Regions from separate parts of the Bombyx mori genome. Here region 2 is linked to region 1. A link is a contact called in public Hi-C data. All regions are on one chromosome and are shown on one strand. Each heading gives the region's core, a stretch centred on a gene start, on an enhancer-like site or on the middle of the called end of the contact. The rest is flanking DNA. Distances are from core to core; before and after follow the strand shown.

Region 1 (7,213 bases), core at 3,259-5,758:
TTATTAGGAAACCCGTGATTAGTTGAACGAACAACGCGCATATGTCAGACATTATCGATTTTATTTATGAATGCGTTATTTTCGGTATAAAAAGTAATTATGTAGCGGCACGTGCGTGCTGTCCACTGAAGCGATAACGCAACAAATGCCTTACAATAGCTTGTTAGCCCATTGTCGTGAGTGGAGTTCGGGAGTTGACGTGACATCCTTATATTGTTCCCGCAATCAGGGAAGCATTGACCGAAGGGTTGAGCGACAAACGCTGCATTGTTTTCGTTTAAAAATATATTTTAATATTTTTTTAATACTTTGAATTGTAAATAAAAGTATTGTTTAATTATTTTAGGAGCTTTGTTACGATACAATAGCTACCAAAGATTGTGGTTGCAAGTGTTCGCTCAGTGCTATTTGGAACTTGTATATTATGTGACCTCTTCCATATTATTATGGTTATCTATAGGTAGGTATATCTATTTGATAGACGAAAAATAATTTAGGGTGAATATCACTTAGACTTACTCAGACTTTAGTAGATTATTTTGGAAATTATATTTGCTTAAATTGTAACTAGCTTCCGTGGTTATTCAAGTTCACAAACGTCTTTATTTATTAACATAGGTAATGAGTGGACATCTCGGCAACTCGCCAATAGAGGGCGCCAGGTGCAAAAATAAACTTGTCACTGAACGCGCCTTGAGTTATTGCCACTGCGGTAGGCATTTCCGATCTACTAAATTTATTTTAAGATACATACAAGATTAGTCAAAGTTTATTTTGATTTTAATTGTTTTATAGAAACTTTTAATCTTTATGTTTTTATTTAAAAGAAATTAAGTTAAATAATAAATGTACTATTTAATTTCTCATTTTTTACTGTCGTTATATTATTAGTTCAGACATTTTAAATACTTTACAGTTTTCGTGGTCAGTTTCAGTGGGCCGTGACCAAGAAAACTGTTTTTTTTTTCTACCTAAGCTTTATGGCCTAGAGAGACCATGTCAGCGTCACCGGGCTAGAAGCTGAAACAATAAAACTACTTAATTTTAATTATCTTTAGGGTTCCCGAAAACCGATTACATTATAATTGATTTTTATTCGTACATTTGAAATTAGTATTAAAATCGAATTTGCAGTAGTACTTAAAAACAATTGTTTTAATTTCCTAATAATAACTAAGAATCCAACTAAGAATCTATTGAATATGTGAATTGATCGTTAGCCGCTAGCAGAAATTTTTCATTCATGACTTCATTCAACTTTTCATTACTTCAATTTACCTGCGCTTACTCACGACAATGTAAAATATCTTTAATAACATTAATCTATATATTAATACGTGAAGCAAAAACTTTGTATCCCTTTTTACGCAAATTGCGCGGACGGAGGAGTATGAAATTTCTCTCACTTATAGAGAATATAGAGAAGGAGTGCACAATGCCAATATTGCCAATCTTGTTTTTAAATAATGCATTAAATATACTTTAAATCAATAAAGAAAACATTACACACACTACCATGTATTTGACACAACACATACATAAAAATATACTCTTTGTTTACTGTCAATTGGAAAACTTTTGTTATTGCTTAAAGTCTGTGGTCGAATTGAAAATAGATTAATATTGTTTGTGTTTAATATTATTATTGATCTATAGTGCAGTTTTGGCGAACACTGTGATTATATTATCGAATTATAATAGCGTTTGACAATAGAACCATAATAATTTTTAAACTTATAATTTCAATTAATTATTGTCGAATTTCGACTACTGCGGGGCCACTAGTCTTTGTAAATTTATTAATATCTCGTATTAGGGTTGGATGTTCAACTGCCGGGCTCAACTGAAGTTTCGAATAGGGATTTAGCTTGAATCAAGCTTGTTAAGCATTCGCTAACAGTTAACAAGCTTAACACTAATTGGTCGAGGTTTGTATGGGATTTGTATCATCGGAGGAAATGTTTTGGTTGTTATAATTAGATTCGGAATTGGATTTCTTTCTTTTATTTTCTTTCGAACGGGAAAATCGTCATTATGTCATCGTGGCCTAAAGGATAAGACGTCTGGTGTACGTAATCGTATCGAGCGATGTATCTAGGCTTTTTTTTATTGCTTAGATGGGTGGACGAGCTCACAGCCCGCCTGGTGTTAAGTGGTTACTGGAGCCCATAGACGTCTACAACGTAAATGCGCCACCCACCTTAAAATCTAAGTTCTAAGGTCTCAAGTATAATTACAACGGCTGCCCCACCTTTCAAGCCGAAACGCATTACTGCTTCACGGCAGAAACAGGCAGGGTGGTACCTACCCGTGCGGACTCACAAGAAGTCCTACCACCAGCTGGTGTTCGAATCCAATTTTTAATGAATTTTAATAGAGAAATCACGTACTTAACACACGTCCACCGATGACTTCGCAATATGATCGCTTCTACGAGTAATGCGTTCCGGTTTGAACGGTAGAGTAGAGCAGCCGTTGTATTAAAGAACCCAGACAAACTCCACCTGGTACTAAATGGTTACTGGAGCCCAAAAACACCAAAACAAAACACAATTATTTTTTTTCGTGGCTAAGGTGATTTTCTTATGAGACCATTTCAGCGTAACCCTAACAAGTAGGTGAGCTCACGGGGCTCAAACCTGGCGACGTTGCTAACACTAACCCTAGCAAGAGCAGTGCTTCAAGAAAGAAGAAGAAAAACAAAAGTTAGCGGCTTCGTTTCAATTACTATCTCCACCGATGATCCATAGCACCGGCATATTCATTTTAAAAGATAGCCCTAAGCAATTGTAATTTGACCGCATGCAGTCTCGCCGAATTATATTTTCAGTTTAAGGTGAGGAACCTCATTTTCGTAAACTACTCTATTCTAACTCCTAATACTTGTCTTGACTGTCAATGGTTACTCCCATACCCGTAGGTATCACCATTCTGGTTATATCCCAACAAAGACCCGTTCCTTTTTTAAACTAGAAAAGCAATGCATAGAAAAATTTAGACTTTGTTCTAATAAAGTAAGGTGATTCATATTGTTTGTGTTTCCCCGCTGTGGTATACGAAAAGTATAGGTACCTATTATATAAATAAAAAATAAATAAAACCTAAAAAAAATATTATTTGCTATTATATACTTACGTCTTATACCTACGTACTTATAAAATATAATTATACCTATTCTCATTGAGGTACTACGAGGAATACGTAATATTAAGAGCGGATCCAGCTTTGGCGCCAGGAGAGGGTCACATTGTAAAATTTTCGATGCGTTCATTCTGCCATCATACAAAGTTATTATATTATATTAAATTAATTAAATATTGAAGGTATGTAGTTACATAAAATGTGTATGGTGACAAAATATATAAATAAAATCATTATGTTCAATTAGTGGTTTACCTAAGTCTTGGAAGCAGCTCAGAGGGGGGTCATGACCCCCATGACCCCCCCCCCTGGATCCGCCTTTGCGTAATATAGTTCAATGCCTATTCTTTATTATTATTTAGACGGGTTATTACGGTATTATGTTTTAATTTTGTAATATTACTAAATACTGTATACAGTTATATACACAGTAACTGTTATTGCCTAATCGAGTGACTAAATCACATTATAGCTTTCCCTTAAGCGGTTATATTGTACATTTGCGTCCGCTTCGTGCCGGCGTTGTTGAGTTACGACCGGTTAAGAATAAACACCAAGGTTCGCCCTTGATTACGATGTAAGCGAGTGCTCGACAACTTTGTGTGAGATTTAATACATTGAAAAATACAAATCTTTATATATATATTTTTTCTGTGCGTGTCACTGAACTCATCCTAAGCGGCTGAACTGATTTTAATGAAATTTTCTGTACACGTTCAGGTGGATTCGAGAATGGTTTACAAACCAGTCCGGCAGATGGCGCTGCAGTCGGCATCTAGGTTATTTATCGTTCCTAGAAATAATTTATATGGCAAAACAACGTTTGCCGGGCCAGCTAGTTATTCTGTAAAAACTGAGACCTTAGAACTATATCTCAGGGTAGGTGGTGGCATTTCCGTTGTAGATGTCTATTGGCTCCGGTGACCACTTCACACCAGGTGGGCTATGAGCTAGTCCACCGATCTAAGCAATAAATAAAAATTAGACAAAAGTGGACAAGCTAAGCAAGCTATACTATAAAAAGTTAATAAAGCAGTGTGCTGTTCTACAATGTTTCTTTAATTGATGATAATTTATCATTAATAAAATTCACAGATTTTATCACTTAACGTATTGTGTCAACTGCTTATTTTGAATGAGATAATCTTCAGTCTTATTTCTTATTATAGTTTTGTACAAAAAACAGAAATTATATCTACGTCATAGAATGAGCCTAATATTGATTATTGAAAACCATACTTTTATTTGTTTTATTTCATTTGTTTATATATTTATTTATATTAAAAATTACAAGAACCTACAACACCACATCTCAAAAATACCAAAACCAATATAAACTTTTTGTTCGTACGGTTTTGTTTTTAGCGACATCTGTTAGCGTGTAGCTGCACTACATAACATTTTATGTGGCTGTGTTGTCATATTAATAAAGTAAGTGAAATCCAAAAACAAACCAAGCTCTAATATGGAAAATAAAGAAACTTAAAATATTAAATTATTAAAATAAATACCTGTTCGCTGTTAGTGTCGTCATCTCTACGTTGTTGCCAGACGCAGTTAAAATTTCCTCGCAACTGCTGCCACCTGTGATTCGTTGTATGGAACTGAGAGATACATCTTCACTGGAGTTTTTATTGATGTTCGGTATGTTTCCAATAGATGGCGCTGTCCTTTGTTTCGATGCTTGTTTGTGACGACTCAGTGCGAAGAATAGTGCTAGAACAGCTTTAAGTTTCGCATCCCTTATGTCTATTGCTGTCACTTGTTCAATGCCTTGGACTTTCTGCGCATGAAGAAAGTCCAAACAGCACTGGACGTTCTCCAACTGTAAAGAAGAAAAAAAAACTATTAATATATTTGGATCAATCAACGCCATATAAGTATGAGACCCAGAATGCTTTCCCCTCTGAGAGTTTAGAGCTGTGGGATCCATACAAAATTTTCTTAGTCCTTAATTATTTAAGTGTAGCACGTGTTTACAAACGCCTTTCACAATGAACAAATAAAGTATGCGATAAAAATCGAATTCGCAGATTTATTAGGTACTTTGATCTTTGCTGATGTAGGGTTTATAATGAGTTTACAAGCTTACGTATCACTAATCTACCTATTTCTGGCAATAAACAGTCATATTAGTGCGGGCGTCCGTCGTTACAATACAATTGAGACGATAGACCTCACATCTGATTCTTCGTGTTTCGTGGTATCGTGACATTGTAGCATTTAACATGTAGACCTAATAAACTATACGCTCCTTAATTTTAAATACAATTAAAAACCACCATCATAATCATTCGAATGAAATGTTATGTTTTATACATAAATGGTACTTATACAAAGCGGTGTGAGTCAAAAATATAAACGGCTCATAAAAAGTTATCATAAGCAAAAGTAACTACGATTCCTTGCTTCGTTGTTGTATTATTGATAGGCAAACAATAAACCTTTAACATTATCGGTTGTATTATAATAATAGCTAGTGGACCCTCTGTAGTCGAAATTCGACTATAATTAATTAAAACTATAAGTTTGGATATTATTATGGTTCTATTGTCAAAGACTATTTATTAAACTTCTATAATAACAGATTTCGCCTAGAATACACTATAGACAAAAAATAATAAAGACAAACAATTATAATCCATTCTCAATATGACCACAGACTTTAACAATAACAAAAGTTTGACAATAAGCACAGTGTATGTATTACATGATAGTGTGTGTAATGTTTTCTTTATTGATTTCATGTTTTTTTATGTATAATAAAAAAAAATAACATTCTGCACTCCTTCTCTATATTCTCTGTAAATGTGAGAAATTTCAAACTCCTCCGTACGCGCAATTTTCGTGAAGGTACAAAGATTTTGCTTCACGTATTAATATATTATTATACATATTTCAAAGGAACCGCTAACTTATCCTCAAAATACGTCCGTGCAAATGGCCTACGTGCAGATATTGACGCGTCTTGTTTAGATATTAAAAATTGATAATCAAACGTGCGTTCCCTTAACATTGATATGCTACTAGGTGTCCGTCCACACCATAGGGATACCAAATGAGTTTATCACTTTATAGACAGACCTTGAAAACAATTCGGAATTTTGTTACGTGCGTGGACTTATTTACAACAACGTTTTGGCGCCAATTGGATTTAAAATTTCCATTTATCACGATTTGATCACGCGTTTTATTGAATCTATTCGATGGATTTCGCTAATTTAAAGAACTCATTTTTATGTTATAACATTATTGAAATCATCGTAAAATCATTAACATACAAGAGCTTCTTAAAGTAAACGAAAATACACAAAACAAAACACACGCATTTGCATAAAACAAATTAACATAATATATTACATTCAATGTATTATTTAGATAGACATACACAAATCATACACAACACGTTTAAAATATTTCAACGTGAATGAATTGGGTCTGCATGATCAATCCCACAAGATGGACCGACGACCTTGTTAAATATTTTCATTAATATCAAAATAATAATAGTTTAATTCATACTAACGTCATCTAGTGATTAAAATATGCACTAGGATAGTAGTGTACCATAGTCAATTAACAAACAATAAAGTAGTTCTTTCTCAACCATTATCTCATTCATTTTATTCGTGGTTTTATTAGACCTATTGAGATTCGCGGGGATTCGTTGGATGCAGACAGCGCAGGACCGGTGTTTGTGGCGAGGCTTGGGGGAGCCCTATGTCCAGCAGTGGATGTCTGTGGGCTGATAAGAAGATCAATCCATACACATCCACAGCAACGTAGATTTCTCCTAGATTCGTTGCACTGATCGGTCCTACGGTACCCGCACACATATTAGTAATAAACAAAAGAATACTAAATGTGTTACACAATTCTCACGGATCGTTTGGAACCTCTGGGTCTGCGAAGGGACTTCGGTTCCCTCTGTATTTTGTACCGTATGTTCCATGGGGAGTGCTCTGAGGAATTATTTGAGACCACCATGAGAGAGATTATGCCACCATTTCGTTTTTACCATCGCACGCACCTCACGCTTTTTTTACAATAAAATCATTTTTTCTTACACTAT
Region 2 (7,213 bases), core at 1,518-4,017, 140 kb after region 1:
ATTTTCATCTTCGGAATTTTTGGGGCCGCGCTTAATTAATTTAAAATTAGTAATTGTAGATATTTTAGAACTTGGAAGATTTGGGGTACTACTTTTAATTTTATTATGGGAATCTTAAAGTTGTCATTTTAGTTTAAAAAATATAATTCTATCAGTTGGTATTGTTGGATAACTATTATTGAAAGTAAGACTTTACCAATCAGTATCTGTTATTCAAGATTCTTCTCCTCTCCATGACGCGAACTATTGGCATAATCATTCACTGGTGGTAGGACCTCTTGTGAGTCCGCACTGGTAGGTACCACCACCCTGCCTGTTTCAGCCGTGAAGCAGTAATGCGTTTTGGTTTTAAGTGTGGGGCAGCCGTTATAACTATACTGAGACCTTAGAACTTATATCTCAATTTCGGTGGCGCATGTCTATGAGCTCCAGTAACCACTAAACACCAGGCGGGCTGTGAGCTCGTCCACCCAATTAAGTAATAAAAAAAATCAATGAAAATTCGTTTATCCATATATATAAAAATTAATTGCTGTTCGTTAGTCTCGCTAAAACTCGAGAATGGCTGGACCGATTTGGCTAATTTTGGTCTTGAATTTTTGTGGAAGTCAGACAAGGTTTAGAAGGTAGATAAATATCAAAATGCTCGGAATTAAATAAAAATAACAATTTTGTTTTTCCTTTGATGTGTCCCCCGTCGGACGGATTCCTTTTGTTTGTTTTAAGTTTATTTTATACAAAAGCTTAGGTTTTCTATTTATCGATTCAGGCACTACGAAGTCTGCCGGGTCACCCAGTATACTATATAATAATAACTTAAATTTACAGATGACTTCTTAAAAATGTCACAAATAATTTTGATGAAATTTTAAATCAATGGATATAATTCGGTTTTCATAGAGCTGAAACGTAAAGAAAGACAGAATTTTATGGTACAAAGCTCGTTTCGCATACAGATCAATGGATTTGATTTCAATAAATTCTCTTAAAACATGAATGGAATGCTTCGAAGTAAATTACATTCGGTACACGCGCCGTCGCAATCAGGCAGGTGATTCTCACAGGTCGAATGCATATGCGATTTGAGTGTGGTACTGCATTAAATTGCAAACTGCAAATCACTATAGACATGCAATAAGTTAAATATGAAATCGATAAAACTAGTATTTAGTGGGGTTTTTTTTCGATTAGAAACTATTGAGGGAACTCCTATAAAAAGTATTTTAGTTTACAATTTCTGAGTTTATGTACCCATCAAGTATTATTATATAGAGCTTATTTGTTGTACAAGAATGTAGCCTATTCAGAGGCTGTTTAATAAACAATGCCGGAAAATATATATATAAAAAAACTGGAACAAAAGTAACGTATAATGGACCTAAAAACTCCTTAAAATTTTGCGTAGCTAATGAAAAACTATTTAAAAAAGCTAATTAGCTAATTAGGTACATAATTAAAAACTATTTAAAAAAATGTCAAACCGAAACCCAAAATTTATCAAATAAATTACATTAACATTTTCTATTTTGCAAAAAATTAAATTTAGTATTTCGACGATTTCTTATAGAAACAATACAATACTTATAACTGTTTAAAACAATACCTATTTTACAATACTTATATTGTGTCTCAATGTCATTTGTACAACATTTATTTTCTACACTCAATCATTAAAGTAAAACGCAATGAATAACAAGCGACAACTCGTTAATAATCTAGTAATTGCTATTGTGAACAAGCGAAGCACTTTGTTGTGGAAAGCTTTCTGAAAATATTCGAGTGGACGAAATGATAAAACTGTTCCAAATTTTTTTCTTTCAAAATAACTGTGATTTGGAATAATTTCAATTTCTTGCTAATAGAGAAAAAATGATTCGACAAATTGAGAGGTATTCAATGTAGCTGTTCTCTTAAGTTAAAAATAAAAATTAGATTCGTCAATAATTATGAGGCTTTTTATAGAAATAAACATAAATAAACAGACAACCCACAATTTGTGGTCTCTGCTATCACACATTGTAAGCGAATGTGCCATAATTAAAAAACTGAACTCCAGGCGCATGCCACCGCTATTTGAGCTAAATGGTCCCATTTAAAAATTAACTGCACGATTGCTTTTAAATAATACGCCTGTGTGGTGCCGTATGAATAACGAGAACAAGAATAAAAGATTTTCTCAATAGAACTGGAGAACAGTGCCACCTAGTGGCGAGTAGTGACACTATTTTGTCCAAAACAAAATAATTGTTTGATTTCTTTTATTAAAGGAATATATTTCAAAAGTATTTGCAATTAAAATATCGCGCAATAGTAATGACAAAAAACTCTCAATTTATGAAATCAATACAAATCTAATTTACGAAAACCCATAGCGTGCTCTTCATCTTTACTATGGTTCATTTTCCTAATGTACAACAGATGTCGCTACAAACATTATTTGCAGATTTAAAAAAATATTAAACGAATAATTCGTTATTATGTCATGAACATAAAATTACTATTTAAAACACTTCTTGATGTTCAATCATTGAACATAACAGAACAGTGGTTGGATTTGATGTTTGTTCACTAATAAAACAATGATGTATTCGAGGTATCGACTAAAATAGTTTAAAATAAATCAGAAAAAAAAACAATATTGTGAAATTTATGTATTAGTAATTGTTTTGACTTACCTGTATCTGCTCAGCAGCTTTCTTTGCCAGGACTGGATCCAGTATAGTTATGTCCAGTTCAGAAGTATACTGCCTCGCTGTCTCGCTGAAAACAGCCGCGTTCACATAATAAGCACTCTTTTCACTAGTATCCACAGGAGAATTGGGCGATAGTATACCACTATCCGAGTCACTAACGTTTGCTGGTTTACGCACTGCACTGGTACTTTGCTCGAGCGATTTGAGTGGTATTCGCGATTTGTCACTTACAGGTGACATTTGCGGGATACGAGAACGGGATAGGCCCTGACTAAAACCAGTGTCCGGATCGAAAATCACGTAGTTGTCTTTATCACATCTGACTTTATTGTTCGTGGTCACAGTGTATTTTTTGTTCGGACTTAAATTAAGAAAGGGATCTTCGGTATCGACGGGACTTTCAGGGATTATCGATTGTATTTTAGGTGTTATTTTTGGTGCGGACTTTCCGTCAATAGTTCGTCTGATCACTGTGTCGTTAGAAAATTTAAGCCTCACATATTCGTTTGATATTGTTCTTCTGACGGGAGATGAGAGTAGAGGCGACGGTTTTGCACCTTCCACGTTGGTCCGGTTTTGAAAGAAATTTATCTTTGGTTTATCCATTGTTTTTGCAGAAGGCGGAGTGAAAGGCAACTTCAACTTTGATATGACCTTCTTTTTAGCGTTACTGTTCAGATCAGTAGATCTACCAGGAATCGTACTTTTATAAACCGGTAAAACGCTAGACTTATCTTCTAACTTTTTGATATCCTTCGCGAATTTACTCTGACTCTTTACGACGTCAGTGGATTTATTTATTTTTTTAATCGGTGCAGACGTTTTGGGTTTTCGATCTTTACATTTCTTGTCTTGTGTGGCTTCTTCTTGAGAATTACGTTTATTTGGAACTTTCTTATCGCGTATAAAAGTTTTACCTCTATCATGAACAAACGTTTCATTGTGCACTTCACATAAGTTTTCTTCTATAGAATTTTCTAAGATGTTTTCTATTATGATATCTACATCACTAGATTCAGAGTTAGAGGATCTATTTTCATTGATAATACATGATATCCTCTCTTCTACATCAATAAGACTATCAGACTTATCGTTTTCACTAACAGTCCTTGAAGTGCCACTGCCAGAGTCAGAAGGGGTTTGCGCTTCAAATATTGTGTTATGTTCCTGAGTTTGATTGATATTCTTAGCGTGCTCCGGATATGATGATCTCCTTCTCTTTACTGTTCCTGTCGCAGCTGATGGAGAATCCCAGTCTAGACTTTGGGCTGTGCACTGGCTCACACTAATTTTAAATCGTCTTGGACTTGTCATTATTATTGATATTTAACATTTTAGCTGTCTACATTTAAGTATATCACTGAAGTGTTAATTACAAAAAGGATTTCTTCATTCTTATCTATACTAAATTTAACATAAATCATAAAATTTTATTTTGATCTTCATTTCATGTAATTGGAACACCATCCTAATGATACGTTTTTTCCCGTTGCGTTTCATTTACGCAGTTGTAGTTAACTATGAAACACGAACCAGTTCGATTGTAATCTAATTATAAGTTGACGTTGCACATGGGACCAGCCGATAGATATCTAGTTATTTTCTCTAATGGCGCCATTTGTTTTCCGCTCTGACACGGAAAGGGTTTGTATAGCTCCTGTGTAAATTACTCAATGGAATTTGGCTCCGAATTGCCAGTGATGATTCAAAAAAGCTAAAAGTAAAACAGAAGAGTCTACAAAACCAATCAAGATAGCCGTTATATTTATAATGTTTCTCACATCGAATTTATTTTGTATAATGTAAAATATTCAATAAGTAGTTGATAAAGTTCCACAAATATACTAAATTCAATATGAGTATTTGTAAAAGTAGTCGAACTAATTAATTTAATTCAAGTAGTTAATGTATTATATTGGGTGTTAGGAGACCGCTTCCGAAAACGAAGACAGACAATAACTACTAATGACACCTTTGATGATGGCACGGAAAACAAATCGATACTGATTTAAAAAAAAAATCATATTTTAAAACGTTTTATTAGCATTATTTACGCTCCATCATGTTAGTACACCTAAATGAAACGATAGTTTCGTACAAAATACATTACTAAAAAAACCAGCAATGAAACACAAAATCAAAAACAGCTGATGCTCGGATCAACGAACGCACAGGCGCGGCGTAGCGCAGCGCAGACTCGCGCGATTGCTGAAATACTTATTTACAAGATTTGTCTAAATAACTCCATCATCAAAGGTGTTATTCGTACTATCGTCTGTCTTCGTTTTCGGAAGTGGCCTCTTAACACCCAGTATACGCAAAGCCTATTGGTTGTGTTAAAATCGATATTGCAACGGCAATTGGGTGCTATTTTCCAATTTATCTAAACTCTTAAGTGCAATTTATACACAGCTTTTAGTATAAACATTGTATTTGCTTAGAATAAAAAACTGATCAGCATGTATCTCAGGTAACTGTTCAACATAAACGGCTGAACATAAGATAACGGATACCTCAGACAGACCGGCCGGATGTCGTTTTGAAAACGTAGTGTTAAGAATAACAGTAGGACAAGTTGATTTATCCATGAGGGATTCTATTATTTCAAATGGAATTACTGTTGTTTATTTCGAATCAATAATGATTGTGTTTACTTGAAAATATGTTCCGTTCCTTGCAATGTAATGTAATTCTATTTAATTAATGTATTACTATGATGTTTTTCTTTTTCCTACCTACTCACGAATAGCATAAGGGGCTATTCCAGCTACGCGTGTACGAGTCGGCTCAAGAGCTCAAAGTAAGAGAATTTGCTAACACTAGCCCTAGAAAGAGTAGTGCTTCGCAGAATGTACTACCGGATCGAATCGCGACCAACTAAAAAGACCCAGCGAGAAACTCAGTGTGCTGCGTCTATGAGTTAATTCGCTCATCGAACTCTTCGTCGTAATTGACGAGTTGTACGAGGACGGTGACCAGTTCTTAAGGAGCCTAAAAGAGTGAATCCCGGGGAATCCAAGACAAGACATGTTTCGGGTGACGGCGCCTTTGCGTTGCTTTTGGCTTGAAGGGTAGGGCAACCGTTGTAACTATATTGAGACCTTAGAACTTACATCTCAAGGTGGGTGGCGCACTTACGTTGTAAATGTCTATGGGCTTCAGTAACTACTTAACACCAGCTGGACTGTGAGCTCCTTCACCTATCTAACCAATAAAGAAAAAGAAAAAAACTATAATGTGGCACGACCAATTAAAAGCATTGTAAACGCTTTATTAGGACTTAGCCATCTCTTTGTTAGCCGTGTTGAGAATAGTCTTGTTTTCGTATTAAAATGTTGAAACATGTAAAACACATGCTTTAAATACATTCGCAAAGCACATATTTAATAATGCACCTTTCTTTTTTTTCGTCTTGTTTGAATCGCCTTACCGTCCGCTCTGCTATAGACAGCGGAAGGTGGTTTTATGTCAGTGGCTTCCCGGATCTCTACGTACGGATAGCTACGTACTAAGAGACAAAGTTTCATGTGAGCGTGGCCTATGTCATAAATTATGCAGAACGGTTGCAACCCAACTTTTTCGTTAGACGTTAAAGGTTTTACGATAGTTTACTTTTTAATAGCACAGACCTTAACTAAATATCTAACTACGATACAAATAATAAATAGCTTAACGGACCTAGTTATTTGATATTTACTTAAAAGATTCAAGTCTTAAAGAGAAGAAATTGAGGGTTATTTTAAACTACGATTTAGGTCGTGGTATATTTATTTACTGGAAGACGTAGCGTGGGTAGGCCTCGCACAAGGTGGGCCGACGACCTATTGAGGTTCGCGGGGATCCGCTGGATGCAGGCAGCGCAGGACCGGTCTTTGTGGCGAGGCTTGGGGGAGGCCTATGTCCAGCAGTGGACGTCCATGGGCTGATAGATAGATACATATTTATTTGTAATGTGTGCGTTATTATCGGTGCTAGCTTAGCGCAAGCCAAGATCGCTTGAATTGTTTCAAATGTATCGATTTTAAAAGGCAGAATTAGCTTTACTCTCAGCGGCTATTTATCAACTTCTCCTACAGAATTGGATTTTAGTAAAATGCTGTGTATATTATTATTAGTGTTGATTTATTAAACTCTATACAAATAAGTAAAGACAAAATTGTTGAGTACCAAAAAATTTTTCGAGCGACTTTTTCTGTGTTTAATAATTATTTCCGAGGCTTAATTGGACAACAAAGAAAACAATTTCAATAGTTTTTTTACATGAAATAATGTCTTCTTTTAAAATAAAAAATTACAAAAACAAAACACATATTTTAAACAAAACACATATTTTAGGTATTAATTTTTAAAATGAATTTACTTGCTATGAGTGTTTCGAGGGAACTCGCAAATGTATAATTTTTTTTCGTACATTGACTGAAAAATATAACGTATCTTGTCTCCTTCATTCTATGTTTTATTCACTATTATTTCAAATAAAACACACTCGTAGCTGAGTGGGAATTATTTTCTTGCTGGCC

The links. Hi-C and Micro-C count contacts between places; a contact is called where the count stands out from the background.
Region 2: a contact with region 1 is called in a Hi-C map of whole pupa, with 4 times the contacts expected there. The contact joins two enhancer-like sites. A contact is called at or near these places in 3 of 7 Hi-C or Micro-C datasets (middle silk gland, posterior silk gland and whole pupa).

The regions. Positions count from the first base shown.
Region 1 is chr15:7,265,028-7,272,240 of ASM3026992v2, forward strand. LOC101747129 (protein sickie) reads right to left here. Exons shown (of 35, transcript XM_062672477.1): 4 at 4,653-4,966. Among protein-coding and RNA genes, the nearest start is that of LOC134200185, 45 kb to the right of the region's middle. Within about 2 kb of position 4,509, at least 8 of the 8 cell types and tissues checked have open chromatin away from gene starts, as enhancers often do.
Region 2 is chr15:7,406,869-7,414,081 of ASM3026992v2, forward strand. No RefSeq gene overlaps it. Among protein-coding and RNA genes, the nearest start is that of LOC105842547, 6.3 kb to the right of the region's middle. Within about 2 kb of position 2,768, at least 1 of the 8 cell types and tissues checked has open chromatin away from gene starts, as enhancers often do.